2 separate regions of the Anas platyrhynchos genome follow, and region 1 is linked to region 2. The links are chromatin contacts, called in public Hi-C maps. All regions are on one chromosome and are shown on one strand. The core of a region is the stretch at or near the end of the contact, and the rest is flanking DNA. Distances in the headings are between cores, read along the strand shown. Region 1 overlaps ACTN1 (actinin alpha 1). Region 2 overlaps DCAF5 (DDB1 and CUL4 associated factor 5).

Region 1 (7,526 bases), core at 4,195-6,694, 130 kb before region 2:
AGGTTGTAAAGAACTCACATGTTCCCATTTGCCATTGATCTCCTGTGGGGTGATTGTAGTGTACGGATTCGTTCCTGCCATGTTGACGTGGTATGTCTGGACAATCTTTGAGACTTCGTTGTGGATTCCCAGGATGGCCTGTCGCTCTTTGTCGGCATCTGGCAAAGTGGCTTTGAACTGTTCGTGGGCTGTTGTCAATCCCTGTAGAAGGAGGGCAGCAGCAAAAAAGAGCATTAGTCACTGAGTAGCCTCTTCAGCAAATATATCCCCGCAGAAATGACTGCAAAAGCTTACATATTCCCAGGATATAAAATAGGCTACTCTAACACACTTTCAGCACCTCCCAGCATCACTAAACAGGCTGTTTTAAGTAGTTAAATGAAATGAATTCTCATTTTGCCTCTTTGTTTCTGTCCCATGTTGTCCAGGGAAGGAGATCACATCCCAAAACATGATGGAATAATTCTGCCTCGTAATAATAATGGAACTATTTCTCTGTTATTGCTCTGTGAATGGCTCTCAGCCCCCTTTGGGAAGAACACTGGAGTACTTGTCTAAATGCAGCACATTTTTCTTCTCCCACTAGGTATGTACCAGTTCTACATCAAAGATGATTTCAGATGAATAACAAAGAGTCAGATCCAGTCTGATCAGTGAAGTTAGAGACAGGTGAAGGTCTTCCAGCCCACAGCAAACCTGCACAGGCAGCACAAGCTCCTGTTGCTGAAAACAGCTCCCTCTCCCTGAACACAACAGGCCCTCTCTGTTGCCCATCTTGCTGTGGTGCCCAGACTGTGATCCGAGGACCGACGGTAGGGGCACACTTGCTGGTAGCTTGTGGACAGCTGACAAACCAGTTGGTCCTGGCTCATTTCCCACTGCTTCTACAGGCCTTTAAGATACTTCATCCCAGAAGCCTGGAAGATCAAGACTAGGGAAGCAAACACAGGGGAAGAAGCAGCAAAACAAATGGGGGACAGAGAGGCATGTGCAGGGATAATGGAAGGAACAGCGTGGACAGAAGAGGGAATGAAAGTAAACCTCGTGACTGACCACTTTCTTACCACACACACACTCTAACTAGTTTTGTAGAACTGCTTTCTTACACGGTGACTCATTACTTTGCAGCTGCTGCAGTGGCCATAGAAATGTAATGCAAGTCTGGGGGAGCTGGGAAACAGTCTGCAGTCACAAAGAGATGATGGAAATGTTTAAATGCTGTTCAGATTTGTTCTGCATTATGAAAGACTTAATGAACCCCTTTGTTCAGAAGGGAAGGGTGGAAGTAGCAAGTTGTAGTTCAGTAACAGAGCTCAAGCCTGGTTAGGGCTATTTCACTGCCTCTCTGATGCCCCGGCTGCTTTGTGTTCCCTGTTGGTCTCCAATTCACTGCCTCAGTGATGGCCATGTTGCTGTCAACCATTCCTGCAACAAACACATCAGTTTTGACAAACTGTACAGGTCCTGAGAGAGAACAATGTCAGGAGTGGCAGCAGTGCAGCAGCTGCTAAGAGCAAGAACATCCTGGCTCTTCATCTCAGCCAGCTGAATCCAAAAGAATACCTGGATTCTTTTCATGGGCCCATCAAGCGGAAGAAATAGTCCCCTCTGGAATCCAGAGAAGGGTAATTCCTGCTCCCAAAGGTCTGAAAATTACCTTTAGATACCTCAAGTTCCTCTCATTACAGCCTTTCAGAAGGGGGAAAACTGAGATACTGTCCCTGCTGTCTTCAGGAGGCAAAAAGTCTTTGGCTTCAAATGGCAATCCACTAACAAAGTACAGAATCCTGATTTTTCCATTGCTTAGCACTGAAGCCCAGCTGGCAGCTCAACAACTGCCCTCATGCCACATCACATAGGAACAAATGGCTGAACATGGGAAAACCAACCCACAGAATCTGAGAGCAGCACTAAGCTTTCTTCATTTGGATTAAAACCAACCAACAAACACAAGACCCTAAAAAGATCCTCTCAGCTTTCAAGCTCCTATTACTAATACTGGAGTCACAATGAAAAACACACTTTCAGTTCTTTGTACTCAGCTAGGATAGTGTGAACATGTCTCTTATCTATTCAGATACATTTTTCTTTTTTGAAGAAATCAAGGGAAAGCACAGTCCCTTTTGTTTCTCTTGCTAAGGCTGACTCACTAGAGCAGCACCACCAAAACATGACCTACAAATTCAGCACTGTTAGGAATCCAGGAGACCCCTGATTTCCCTGGCCGGTGGAAGTGACTGCTCTGTACCTGGATCTCCTCAATGGTGTGAACGATGAACGTGTCCTGCAGGTCCTCCATGGCCCCTTCCATCCAGTTGTTGAAAGGGGCAGCTCGTTTGGCATATTCCAGGTACAACTGGTCAATTGTTTCCAGTAGCTTCTCTGTCCTCTGAGCGTGCACAAAAAAAAGAAAAAAAAAAAAGAAAGAAAATGAGGAAAGATGGTTAGAGAAGAATAATCACACAGATATATGGATTCTCTGAGCTTTCAGACCTCCTTGGAGAGTGCTACAGTAAAAGTCTCTCTGCTATTAAGATTACACACAAGATAGATTTATTCCTCTCCATGAGGGAAAAATATGAGGTCAATTGAAATTAAACAAACAAGGACAGTCTTTTCAAGCAGAATAGCATTACAGAACTCAAGAAAGTATAAACAAATCAATAGCCTGAGCAAACAAATGGTATCGTAACTGGGCTGGAAGTAGAGAAGCTGCCTAAGTATTCGGAAATGCAGCCCTGGTTTACAGTCTGGGATGTTCCAGGAGAAATTGGCTGTTCACACGCACTGCAGCTTGCTTTCCACAAATGACCTACCCCTCTAATCCCAACTGGCAACATGTCTCACCTCCAAAGCTTCTCTACGTTTCTGGGTTAGGGCACCCAGATTATCCCACTGATCGCAGATCTTCTGGCACCTGGCATTGACACTTGGAGAATCGTAATAGTCCAGCTCACTGTGAGGGGTGGGGAAAAAAGGACAAAATAGCAAATTAAGACCTTTTGGAGAAGAAAGAGAAAACTTTATCAGCCTTAAGGACAGACACAAAGGGCTCATGGTCTCTGCAAATAAAACGTGCCAGGAAGACAGCAGTATCTAGCTTTGGAGACACTGGCACATCAAACATCATGCAACAGGAAGAAAAACAACCCCCACCCAAGGCTGCAACAGGCATTGGTGCTGGCTGCCTGATGTGGATAACTTGGCACCAGGGGAGGGGAGTGAAGACTTTTACTCAGGCTCTGATTAAGCAGATTAAAAGCAGCAGTATGCCCCTGTATTCTGTGCGAGAAAATCGAGTAGGCTAACTACCTGCATCTTGTACATCAGGAGAATGGGCAGCAAAGATTTTATTATGATTGCAAAGAAAACTACTTAAGATGTTCTAACAGTTGCATAGGAGAGGTGGCAACCTTCAGCAACAGTGGAAACGTACAACCCATTCATTGATTTAGGACAATCCCAGAATTACAGTGTAGGTTTCTCTCTGGTATGCCTCATCACAGAGTGCTTTGCTGGGGGTGTCTGTAGCTTGGCACTCCTGGAAGAAGGGCTGGTAAGAGTATGGCTGGGGAAAGGAGAGCATGGGGGTAGGCTGAGGGCTGTGGTCTTGCATGAGTGTGTGCTCTTGGCTCTGCACATGATCAAAGAGGGAGAAGCTTGCAGGCAGAGGGAGACCAGCCAAACTGGGAAGTGTCACCCATAAAAGAAGGTGGAATAACTTGCTGAGCTACTGAATGACCCTGGGCAATATGATGAGCATTTCTCTTATGCAGTAATGCAGGTTTAAACAGTTTCCTCCTACTTCATTTCTTCCCATCATTGTATTGCCCCTCCTGAGGTGTGTGGGCTCGACTGTTGGTGGAGTCTTGTGGAAAACTAGTCATGAAACTGCCTTCGGCTAAAAATAACTTTTTCTTTGCTGGGTTTTTAATCCAGATCAGTTCCTTGATCTACTTTGCTGCACAGCCAGCACTGCAGCTGAAAGAACTGCTTCTGAAAGCCTTGCTTGTAACACAGCCAGGCTGGACCACTAGTGCTGGGGAGTGAAGTGTACCTGCGCCCCTCCACTTGCCTGGTGTGGGCAGCCACAGGGGCTTCCTTCCCATCCTCTCAATCTCCCTGGCAGGGTATCTCTGGATGAGGAGAGAACTCAGCCATCTCTTTTTCTGGGCACAGCACCTTTGCTGACATAGGAGATGGCTTTCAGAAGGACGGCAGAGCCTTCTGTTCTCACACTTTGGAAGAAATCAGCCGTCTCCCAGCTTAGGGCCCAGTTTTCCCTGTCGCTATTAGAGCCACAGCCGGTTTTGCCTGGCCTGTAGCATTTGCTTTGGAAGTGGCAGGTCAGCTAATGCTTACTGACTAGCCAGCCTCAGTTTTAATCTTACTGACATGGAGGATTGCCTTGAACCCTCCTCCTGTTCCAAGGTCAATCCTCCAGTGGTCAAGTGAGCACTTCTGTAAATCTTTGCTGGTAAAGGAGATAACGATCTTGATACAATAATCCTGATTTTTTAGAGAAAAATGGTCATTCAGCCCAAGCAAGATGATCTAGCCCAGATGCTGTCTAACTTGAAATAGCCTAGTGTGATATATAAATATTTTTAATAATGAGACACAAAGTCAAAGCCAAATTGTTCAAACTGTTTTTGCCAAGGAACATGCAGGGCTTCAAAATCTCTCTCTGTGCTACAGAGACCAGCTCTCCCTAGCAATCAGCCTCACACTCTGATGGGACCCCGTTTCACCTAGTAACCTGTGTCACTCCTCAGTCCAGGAAAAGGAGTAGGGGTGAAGGTTTCTAAGCCAGGGGGAAGCCCAGAGGAAAACGAGCTGCTGTAAAGGGTCCCTGGTGCAAGTCCCAGCTGGAGTGCATGCGGTGCATTATTCCTGGGGCAAAGTGCCTGCAGTGGCAATAGAGGCCACTATGGGCTGAAACAATCAGCAGACTTTTTTCCTCAGCAGTAAGGACTTTTTTTTTGATAAAACAGAGCAAACTGGGAGTCTCTGGAGTGCCTGCTATCCTCTGCTCTTTCCCTCTGTTCCTGGAAAAGTAGGACAGCGTTACAACGCTGCATCCTAACAGGGGCCAGAGGCAGGTCAGGCTCTTTAGGAAAGGGTTCATGGCAGTATAACAAGCTGGAAGAGGATGGAAACTTGGCTTGAGAACGTAATTCTGCCTCCCCCTCATCGGCACCCACGACTCAACCATTTTCTGGCCTGCTTTTCTGGTATGTCTAGATACTGGAGAACAGTATCCTAGATACTGTTTGGAAACACTAGGGCTTCCCAGCATTTTTGTATGGGAATGGATTCATGGCTCTCCAGAGGGCAGAGGGCAATGCTGATCAAGTCTCCCTGGCCCCAAGGATCGGATGTGCGTCGGGGTGCCGTACTTGAGCTCTTGTGCAATAGCAGCAATCTGTTCCACGCGGTCCTGGTGTGCGGCCAGGTCGCTCTCAAAGGCCTCGTGTTTCTTCAGCAGGGCCTTTATCTCCGAGAGGGTTGCAGTTTCGTAATCCTTCTGCTGCAGCATTGCTTCCTTACCTGAGGAGGGAGCCAAAGGACAAGAGAATGAAGGACAGGATCCCATGCCCCTGAAGCCAGCTCCCAGGCACCCAGACAACCCTGGGGCCTTTGCTGGGGCACCTGCCCCACTCCAGACACCCTGCCTGAGGCTTGCCATCACGCTTGCTTGCCTAGAGATGCACAGTTCTCACTTGCAAACGAGTGAGTTTGCCATTAGCAACAGATATGGGCAGGTAGTGCAGTTTAAACCGTCGCAGTCACAGTTTATACTGGACTCATCTCACTATGCTGTTCCTGTAAATGCCAACTGTGGTATTTACTTTACAGTAACCTTTTCTCTGCTCTGTAGCTCTGTTCAATCCAAAAAATCTCCCTCTGGCATGGTTAAGGAATGCCAGTGCAGAACAGAGGTGCTTTTTGTGATTTTTTTTTTCTTCTAATAAAGTAAGAAATGAACCTAGCACTCTGGAGAAGAAAATCTCCTAGAGAACCCATGTAATACCCATCTTTTCCCCTCTAGATAACTGACAGCGATAGGAAGCATACAGGTTGGCATTTACCATCTGTCCAGGACTCGTGAATAGATGCCTTCTGCCGGAACTTCTCTGCCAGGTGATCCAGCCTCTCTAGCCTCCGGATCTCATTCAACAACCACTCCTCATAGCCCTTCTCAGCCTGCTCTAGGCCACCCCAGGCATTGTTTATATCCTAGAGACAGGAGCACGGGAAGAAAAGGGAGGTTAGAAGATGGGGGAGAAGATGTACTTAATGTACAGCATTAATCCCAGAGGGCTACATGGTTCAAATTGGTTGGAGAGATTGGGTGTGTGTGCTTTCTATCTCAGAAGGTTGTGCACACAGGTCAGGAAGACAAAGTGCTAGACTTAAGATAAGCAAGCCTAGCAGTGTCAAGATATATCAGTCTACACACGAAACCCTCTCTATACACTCCCTCACATGAAAATATAACAAAATCCAATTATTTCTGAATTAGAAAGCATGAGAGGCACCCAGACATCTCCCCATAAAGGCATGCAACTTGTGAAGAGCCTCAGAGTCTGGTTTAGGTACAGAGGAGCGGTGATTCCTTGTTCCTCTCTTATTATGGACTCACTGAACTACATTCTGTAGGGTTTCTGCCACAGAACAGCTCACTCTGGAGCTTGGCATTGCTCGGCCCAGTTCCATTTTTTGGGGCAGAGCTGGAGAATATGTATGCTCAATCACCCCCACTCACCGAGACCATTTTCCCTTCTGAAGGCATGAAGGCTGGCCTGTTGCTGAGCCGTAGCTTGGTCTGCAAGGTGTTGAAATTGATCTCAAGTTGGCACTTCTCTTGGACTTTGGGGGGCTTGTGCAAGCGGCGGTAGTCCCGGAAGTCCTCCAGTTTCTGCTGCATGGCTTGCATGGTGTTCTCTGGTGCCCGGTTCTCCAGCCAGGGGATGGTGCGACGAATCCACTCCAGCAGCTGGAAAGATCAAGAAACCTTCAACTGAAATTGTGTTAAAACTACAGCTGTTGGTCTGATCTCATTAGGGACTACTTACTTTTATGTTTGCTTTCAGAAAGGCTCTGCCAACAGCAGGGCTAGTAAGGAAAACCTTGCTAGCTTTTTGGGAGTACGATCGTTTTTCTTATGAGCAGCCCATTCCCTACCACACTGAGTAGTACTGCTTGTTGCAGCACTGCTAGTACCACATGCTAAAGTCATAGATTTTACACAATCAGGACCAAACTACATCCTCTGACTGCACTAAATAAACCCTAGAATTTTGCTGGGCTACAACTAATGGATGCTGTAAGCTGTATTATATATTTTCTCCTGACAGGAGAAAACAGGTCATTGCTTCCAGTTCCAGAAGAGCCATGCTTTTCTCTCTCTAGCTTTTTAGAAGTCAGCATTGCTCTTTGAATTGCCCTCCTTCACAAGCCAATGTGCTAATGCAATGGGCAGTCTGTAGCGTGAGTGAAGTAGTGTCAAATACTTTTTAAAC
Region 2 (7,028 bases), core at 3,440-5,939:
GCCAGCACATAATTTGTAGATTCTAGAAGGAAGTTCATTCACTGGTTTTAATGCTTCAGATTTTCTGATGTAGCCCTCTGCCTCAACATTTGTGAAAAATGAGTCACTCCGCGTGTATGGGAAGCCACATTCCACACAGGTTGAAGCATGCATCACTACAGGAGATACTGTAAAGTTAAAAACCTATTGTTCCTAAGCCAGAGTTAAACAAAACCAAAAACAAAACAGGAGACTAGACTCCACATAACGAACGCCCTAGAAATACGCTGCTCCCACGCGCACAAGCTTTGTGAGCTGAAGAGTCAAAGCCAAGGTGCCACGAAAGAACCAGAAGCCACATTTTCAAAACCAGCTCCAAAGAGCTACAGGCTGGGCACCAAAAACTCTTAGCACATTTTACTGTGTTGTTTTTGAGCATTTAGGTGTGTAGCTTCTTAATCAATCTAGATTTTGGCTTTGTGGAAACTGATTTCAAGTAAAATGTGAAAGAGCATTATACAAGACAGCTGTGCCAGCCTGCCAGCTTCTTCAGCTTCTTGCACCTCCTTCCTCTTGTCCCCTAATCAGTCACTTGTGTCCATTGGTTATCTTGCTTATCAACAAACAAAAACCAACCTGCCCCCTCCACCCCACCCCACCACCACAAAAATATAAACTAAAATACAGCAGAAGAAATAAACCCGCAATTTTTTGGTTGAGAAAGGTCAGTTTTTCTATTTAAATACGAGTTTTCCACCACATGAGAATGCCACGATGCACATGGACCAACTTGATTTGATGGTAAGATGCAGGCCAGTGCTGCACCAAGACTAAGCCCCCTTCCCCATTACCAGTTCTCTTCCTGGGCCTGAACTGCAGCCCAGATCCTCTCCTGCCTGCAAGTGAGCATACCAGACACCCCATCCTTTCAGATCTCCAAGCAAAGTTTCCATGGTTACAATTATTATTATGCCCTGCCTGAAATATTTTGAGATTATGTTTTATAGTAATAGTAGTATAACATTAAACTAGCTTCCGTTCTGCTTACAGGTGTTTTCACTGGGCTCCTATGGCAGTCAAAGCTATCAAACAAAACACTTATTAGAGTTGAATTCTGTAGCCTGTTTCAGTAACTTTAGTGAAACAAAGCTCTAAAAGGGTATTCTACTTATTAAATGAAGAAAAAGTAGAACTTCAGAAATTATGACCATGCACACAGATTAGAAGTCTAATATTAAGAAGCTGCATAGTTGAGCACCTCTCAAAAGCCTCACAGATTTGCCTGCTTCATATCTCTACTCCGTACCGTTCAGCCACACTTGAAATGGAAATACAGTTTGTGCTGTTCTTGACCATGACATTTCGCTCAAAGAAAAAATAATAAATAAAAATACCAGCAAAAAAAGTGGGCTAAATTTGGCTGAAGGAGGAAGAAAGGCTACAATAGACATTTACCGTTCATATAGACTAGTGACCTATTCTATAAAGCATTTACCTTTTACAAACTATGAAAAGAGACATTGGGTAGTTAGGTGAGGGTGACAGAAAAACTGACAAAGCTCCCCAAGCATCTATTTCCTGATGGAAAGGACAAGGACAACAGGGAAGACGAAGACAACAGTAGTGTGAGGAGAGGAAAATTGTGCTTACGCCTGCTCAGCGTTAAAATGACTGCCCCCACTTTTCAGACTGCATCATGATGCTGCTCTGTACCTTCAGTCATTGCTACTTTAGGATTTTTTTCAGACAGGATTATGTGGGGCACTGCAGACATGCTTGGATGTGTTGCCCATGTTACAGCTGTCACTTCTGCCAGCTCCTTACTTCATGCTCCAGCAAACAAATTTCAGAATCACCACCTTGCGGTTCCTACAGCTTTACTGACGTGGCAGACTAAGACCAATACTCCCATCTCAAGCACCCAGACCACGACAGCCGAGGAGAAATCCAAGGGGGAACCCAAAAGGACATGCCTGAGCAAGATGGGCAGCACCCGCTTTTTGCCACAGGCATTATCATCATGCACCCAGACCCAGACTACGCCAGGAGTCAGACTGCTTCCAAACTTGGCTTGCCCAGGCAGCCGGGGAATGCTGGGGCTGCCTACCAGCTCTGGGAGCAACAGAGCCATACCCACTCCTGAGTTAAAAAAAAAAAAAAGTCATCTTGTATGATTAAGAGAAATATTTAGTCCACAGATGGAACATTACATCCAAACACACATGCTGGCGCTGGAGGGAGTAAATGGACAGTTATGTGCAATATGGTCATTTCCGTAGTTGGATATGCTGCATTCAGGCAGCGCTTGAGTGGTAGCTAAATACCAGCTCAGGCAAACAATGGAAGGCTTTCAATCCAAGAGCAGCACCACTAAAGTAAATAAATCCGCTTCTGCTGGCAGCTAGCAGGGTGAGGGAAGGAGTCGTCTCACTGCAGTCAGAATTTGCACCACTGAATTGCTTCCTCTGCAGGAAAAGACCATACCTGCAACAAATGTTTCCCTCCTGTTCCCTGCTATCTGAAGAAAAAAAGGTTGTTTCATCCTTTTTAGAAAAGTCAGCTGCCTGACTGGTAACATACGCTTAACCCAGACTACTCCCCAGTTTGCTTGACAGCAGACAGTGAGCACTAGAACTGAGAGAAGATCAGTGTCCTGGCAGAAGTAAAATAAAAGAGGCGTGTGTGACAGCATTAAATAGGAACATTTGAATAGTTTCTCTCGATAAGCTGTAAATCTGACAGTGAACTGCAGTACAGATACTGTCCTTGGGAAATGAGAGTCATTTAAGAGGGATAAGGAAGGAAGGAAGTGAGAAAGTACTGGTATCATAAACAGCAGTGTGTGAAACCAACATAAGGAAAGAATGACCTTAAAAGGGAAAAATGAATTGACTGCTTGTAACTAATACATGCGATTGCATACAGCCCTGTTTGTCAGCAGTTCTGTAACCACTAAATTGAGGAACTTCTAACTGTGCAAAAAGAACTGGCATAAAACTTGGCAAACAGAAATCTTGGCCTGGAAAACCACAGAAAAGTTTATTTATTTATTTATTTTTTTAAGAAAGTAATTCTGTGCATGTAAAAACACACAGCTCTTATTCAGTCTGGAGCAAACACTTCAGAAGAGCCAAATTTACCAATGATAGAAAAGAAGGCAAGGTATCAATTAACATATATGCTTTTTTTTTTTTTTCCTGTTTTAAAGGAGATTAAAATTCTTACAGAAATCTCACAGTATCTTCTTTAAAAAGCAGCACAGTTGTGTAAAAAAGTGCCTGGAATTTCTCTTTAAGTATTGAGAAGTGTTAACAAATCTAAATTAAGTCCATCAGTGTCTTACAAAAAAGAATACACAAGACATAGCCAACATTTTATTATTTCATAGTAATATGCTCCTCTTTCTAAATTGTCATCACTATTTGATTATCTCACTACTTGTACAAAAAATCTTCTGTAGATGAACGACATCCCTCAGAACATTAGATGGAAAATAAAGGGTATTTGTTTGAACTTCAAAGAACAACCAAGTGAAGGCTGTGTATTGTTAGCAAAATTAAGAACCTTTGCTTTCCTTTGCAGAGGACAAACAAGTAAAATCACCTGCATACAACAAGACTGGAAAAGTAGGGAGTTCAGGGTGAAAATCCTGTAGTAGTTGTTTGTAGTAGTTCAGGGTGAAAATTCTGTATGTTCAAAGAACACGGCACTCTTTCTCACCTTTACTGTTAGGCTCAGGAACATGCACGTTAGAAGAAAGATCAATTCCCAACATCAATAATCTTTTGTGCTTGACAAACTCTGAAGTGAACAGAAGCTTGATCTTTCCCTCCAAGCCAGGAAGGCTATATTATATATATATTTTTTATATTTTACACATTATATTATATTTTACACATTATTTATATTTTACACATTATACATATATATAATTTATTTTTTAAAATGACAGATTCTTATCTGATAATTGACTTCAGAATCTGGAGCCTTAAGATCATCTGACATCACCAGATTTCAGTACCCAGGGCAACCAGACCTTGTAACAGCAAAGGCTCGCATGGCTTAGCCCTTATGATCTAATTGAGGTGCCGAATGCTAATATTGCTTCACCAGTGATCGTGGGCAGTTCTCCAGAAAGCACTGTTATGTTTTCCTTTACCTTTGTTCACAGGAAAAACAAAAAACAAACAAGAAAACACCCACCTATAAAATGTCATTATTTGACAGAGCAGAGGCCTGAAGTGTACCAAACTCTTTCCCTCCTCTGCATCACTTACATCCTTCTAGGGTTTAAGGCTATTATGGCAATTAAGCGTTAGGAAATGACAACAATGAAAAAACAACCCTATTTATTTGAATGTTTCACATCCTCCTTCAGCTCTACTCAATGTTTGTTTTAGTCTTATTACAGACCTGTTCCCAAACATTCTCACCAGCCCAGCCTTGCCCTCACTACAGCTCTGAGTCAGCAGGCACAAGTGCCCTGTTCTCACTCTGCCTGAATTATCTAGGTGTTACTATCAAGTAAGTAATAAACGAGATCTACTGGATAGTGAAATGGTTTTGCAAGAAGAGGGAAAAAAAACATTTAGTCGGATTTTAAAAAGCAAAATAAAAGTAGAGAATGCAAAGTAAAGAGTAACTGTCCACTAACCACAAGCAAACTAGCTAAACGAGCTCATCATTTTTCTCCTTCTCTAATCTCTAAAGTCAGTCTATTACTCACCGTGTTCAGAAATAGCACCTTGAAGGATGGAGTATAGACTGTGGGAGAGAACACTGCTCAGCTGAAGGCAGTAAACCAAAAAGGAGTGGGTTCCATCAGATAACCAGACACAGAAGATGCAAGTATGGCCAGACATGGCAAGGGAAGATGACCTCGAGGCCAAACGAAGGAACAATAGTTGTTTCCAAAACAAAGCACACATCAAAGTCAGTGTAACACAAAGTACACAGCTGCCAGAGAAAGTTACCTCAGAAAGATAATCTGAGTGCAAGAGAGTAATTCCTCATGAAGAGTAACTCCATATTTATACCTTAGGGCCTACACAAGACCAGTCCCTTATCCTTTATAGGACTGCGTTATTGATTTTTTCCCCTGTGCGTTTTTCTGTACTGTGTTTCATGTATTGCATTAAAGCCGAACAACGTCAGCTACAGATTTGCTTCCTCATCCAATAAAAACATGTTTATAGCCACAGACTTTTCTGTAGCGAAGCTGCTCCAAGTGCAAAGTCTTCACCTGGGCTGGGGCAATCCCAAGCACAAATACAGTCTGGGCAGAGAACAGCTTGAGAGCAGCCCTGAGGAGAAGGACCTGGGAGTGTTGGTGGATGAGAAGCTCAACATAAGCCAGCGACGTGCATTTGCAGCCCAGAAAGCCAGACGTATCCTGGGCTGCACCAAAAGCAGCGTGGCCAGCAGGGTGAGGGAGGCCGCTCTCCACCTCTGTTCCACCTGGAGCACTGCCTTCAGCTCTGGGGCCTTCCTTTCTTTTGAGAGAAAGAGTGGCAGGATCTAAGGTGCTCCCTGCAGAAGCACCATCTAGTCTTGAACCAAAGCTTTTGCCTTCCAGTACGTACAAGAAGAATGCAAACTGGCACATAAACCTACCTAAATGTAACTCTAACCACAGCTCTGGTCCCATCAAGTTGCTCTACCACAACTTCCTATGAATTTATGTTTCAACAACTAATTCCCATGTCTTACAACAGGGTTGAACCAAGGCGTGTGTACATTTAAAACAGGCACCAAGTGAGGGAGGCCTTCTTCATACCGTACTGTCCTAGTTAACTCTTAAGTAAGGTTATGTCAGATAAAGGTGGGAAAGAGTACCAGGCAGTATCCAGCAGACTTGCACACTTACTGGAAGTGTTTCTAGACTAGGTGTTATTTGGCACTCATGCCAGCAAAGATTGTTTACTTCAGAATAAAAATATTTAGCATTAAATTCACTGATTTACATTTCTTGCAACTTTAAGTAGCACCTCTGTCCTTAAAAGATAAAGAAGCACCAACCACAAAGAAAGAGTCCATATGCAGCGAAGTGCTCTGCCCAGCAGAAATACAGCTTGGATAAAGCCTTAAAGGTTGTAACCATCTCTCTTTGCCCAAAGTCAGAAAGGTTTATTTGCAAGCACTCCCTTTTTTCTTCAGTGGCTCTCATCTCAGAGATGTCATTTGATTTTGGCTAAAACCTGTGGCAAACAGTTTGTGAATTTATTTATGGTTGCAACAAAGAAAACATATCCAATGCACATTCCACAAAAATACCACCCCTCACCATAACCATTTGACGGTTCCTTCAACATACCCCAAAGATTTCCATAAAAGGATAATTATCTGTAAACATCAACAAAAAAAAAATCACTGTCTATAACAAAAAGAAATGGTTAATAATGGAAACAAATAGGGAAAAAAATATCTAAGCTTATATTCTGTGCCACGTGAGGCAAATATACCAAATCAGAACTGGGTCAGGAGAGAGCCTCAAATTCTAGGTTGAGACAAACATCATTTGAGGTGTCTCAATACTGCAAAACAGATGAGGATGCTACCAGTATGGGGGGTGAGGGGAGTTGTATTTCCTCAGCAGTGAGAGAGGATAAATAATTATTTAAATTATTTTAAGTGGTATGGTTGACCTATACTGGTGAGTGCCTAAGCTGCATTTAAAATTTATGTTGCAACCTAGCTAAATGAGTTATTTTAAACAGCATAAAAATAGTCAAAATTCACAACAAATAGTTCTACTAGAAGGGAAAGAAATGACCTGATGATACACACATTTTTCCTTCACTCATTAATGCAGTGCTCTGCTCAGAGGAGGACTAGCAGAGGTCTCAAAACAGAAACACACAGCACATTTTTATTGCACTGAAATAATTAAAACTGGTAGTTGGAGATTCAGTGATACAGAGGAATTTCTTCTCCATCTGCAGGGGCTTTGATAATCCTAAACCATGTGCATTACAACTGATTAGTAGTATCACAGGCTTCCTTGCTTTATATGCAGGGTCAAAATGCAAAACAGTCATAGGAAAACCTTA

The links. A called contact is a pair of places that touch in the nucleus more often than the background predicts.
Region 1: a Hi-C map of F1 follicle shows a contact between it and region 2, with 2.2 times the contacts expected there. The contact joins two enhancer-like sites. A contact is called at or near these places in 6 of 8 Hi-C or Micro-C datasets (F1 follicle, F5 follicle, liver and 2 more).

Annotation. Positions count from the first base shown.
Region 1 is chr5:37,337,274-37,344,799 of IASCAAS_PekinDuck_T2T, reverse strand. It overlaps ACTN1 (actinin alpha 1), which reads right to left. Exons shown (of 21, transcript XM_038179255.2): 10 at 6,770-7,000; 11 at 6,093-6,240; 12 at 5,400-5,550; 13 at 2,848-2,956; 14 at 2,249-2,389; 15 at 19-201. Among named protein-coding and RNA genes, the nearest start is that of ZFP36L1, 64 kb to the left of the region's middle. Within about 2 kb of position 5,444, at least 5 of the 8 cell types and tissues checked have an H3K27ac peak or open chromatin away from gene starts, as enhancers often do. A contact at or near this core is called in F1 follicle, where this site is marked.
Region 2 is chr5:37,202,607-37,209,634 of IASCAAS_PekinDuck_T2T, reverse strand. The region is part of intron 5 of DCAF5 (DDB1 and CUL4 associated factor 5); the gene reads right to left. Among named protein-coding and RNA genes, the nearest start is that of DCAF5, 32 kb to the right of the region's middle. Within about 2 kb of position 4,689, at least 3 of the 8 cell types and tissues checked have an H3K27ac peak or open chromatin away from gene starts, as enhancers often do. A contact at or near this core is called in F1 follicle, where this site is marked.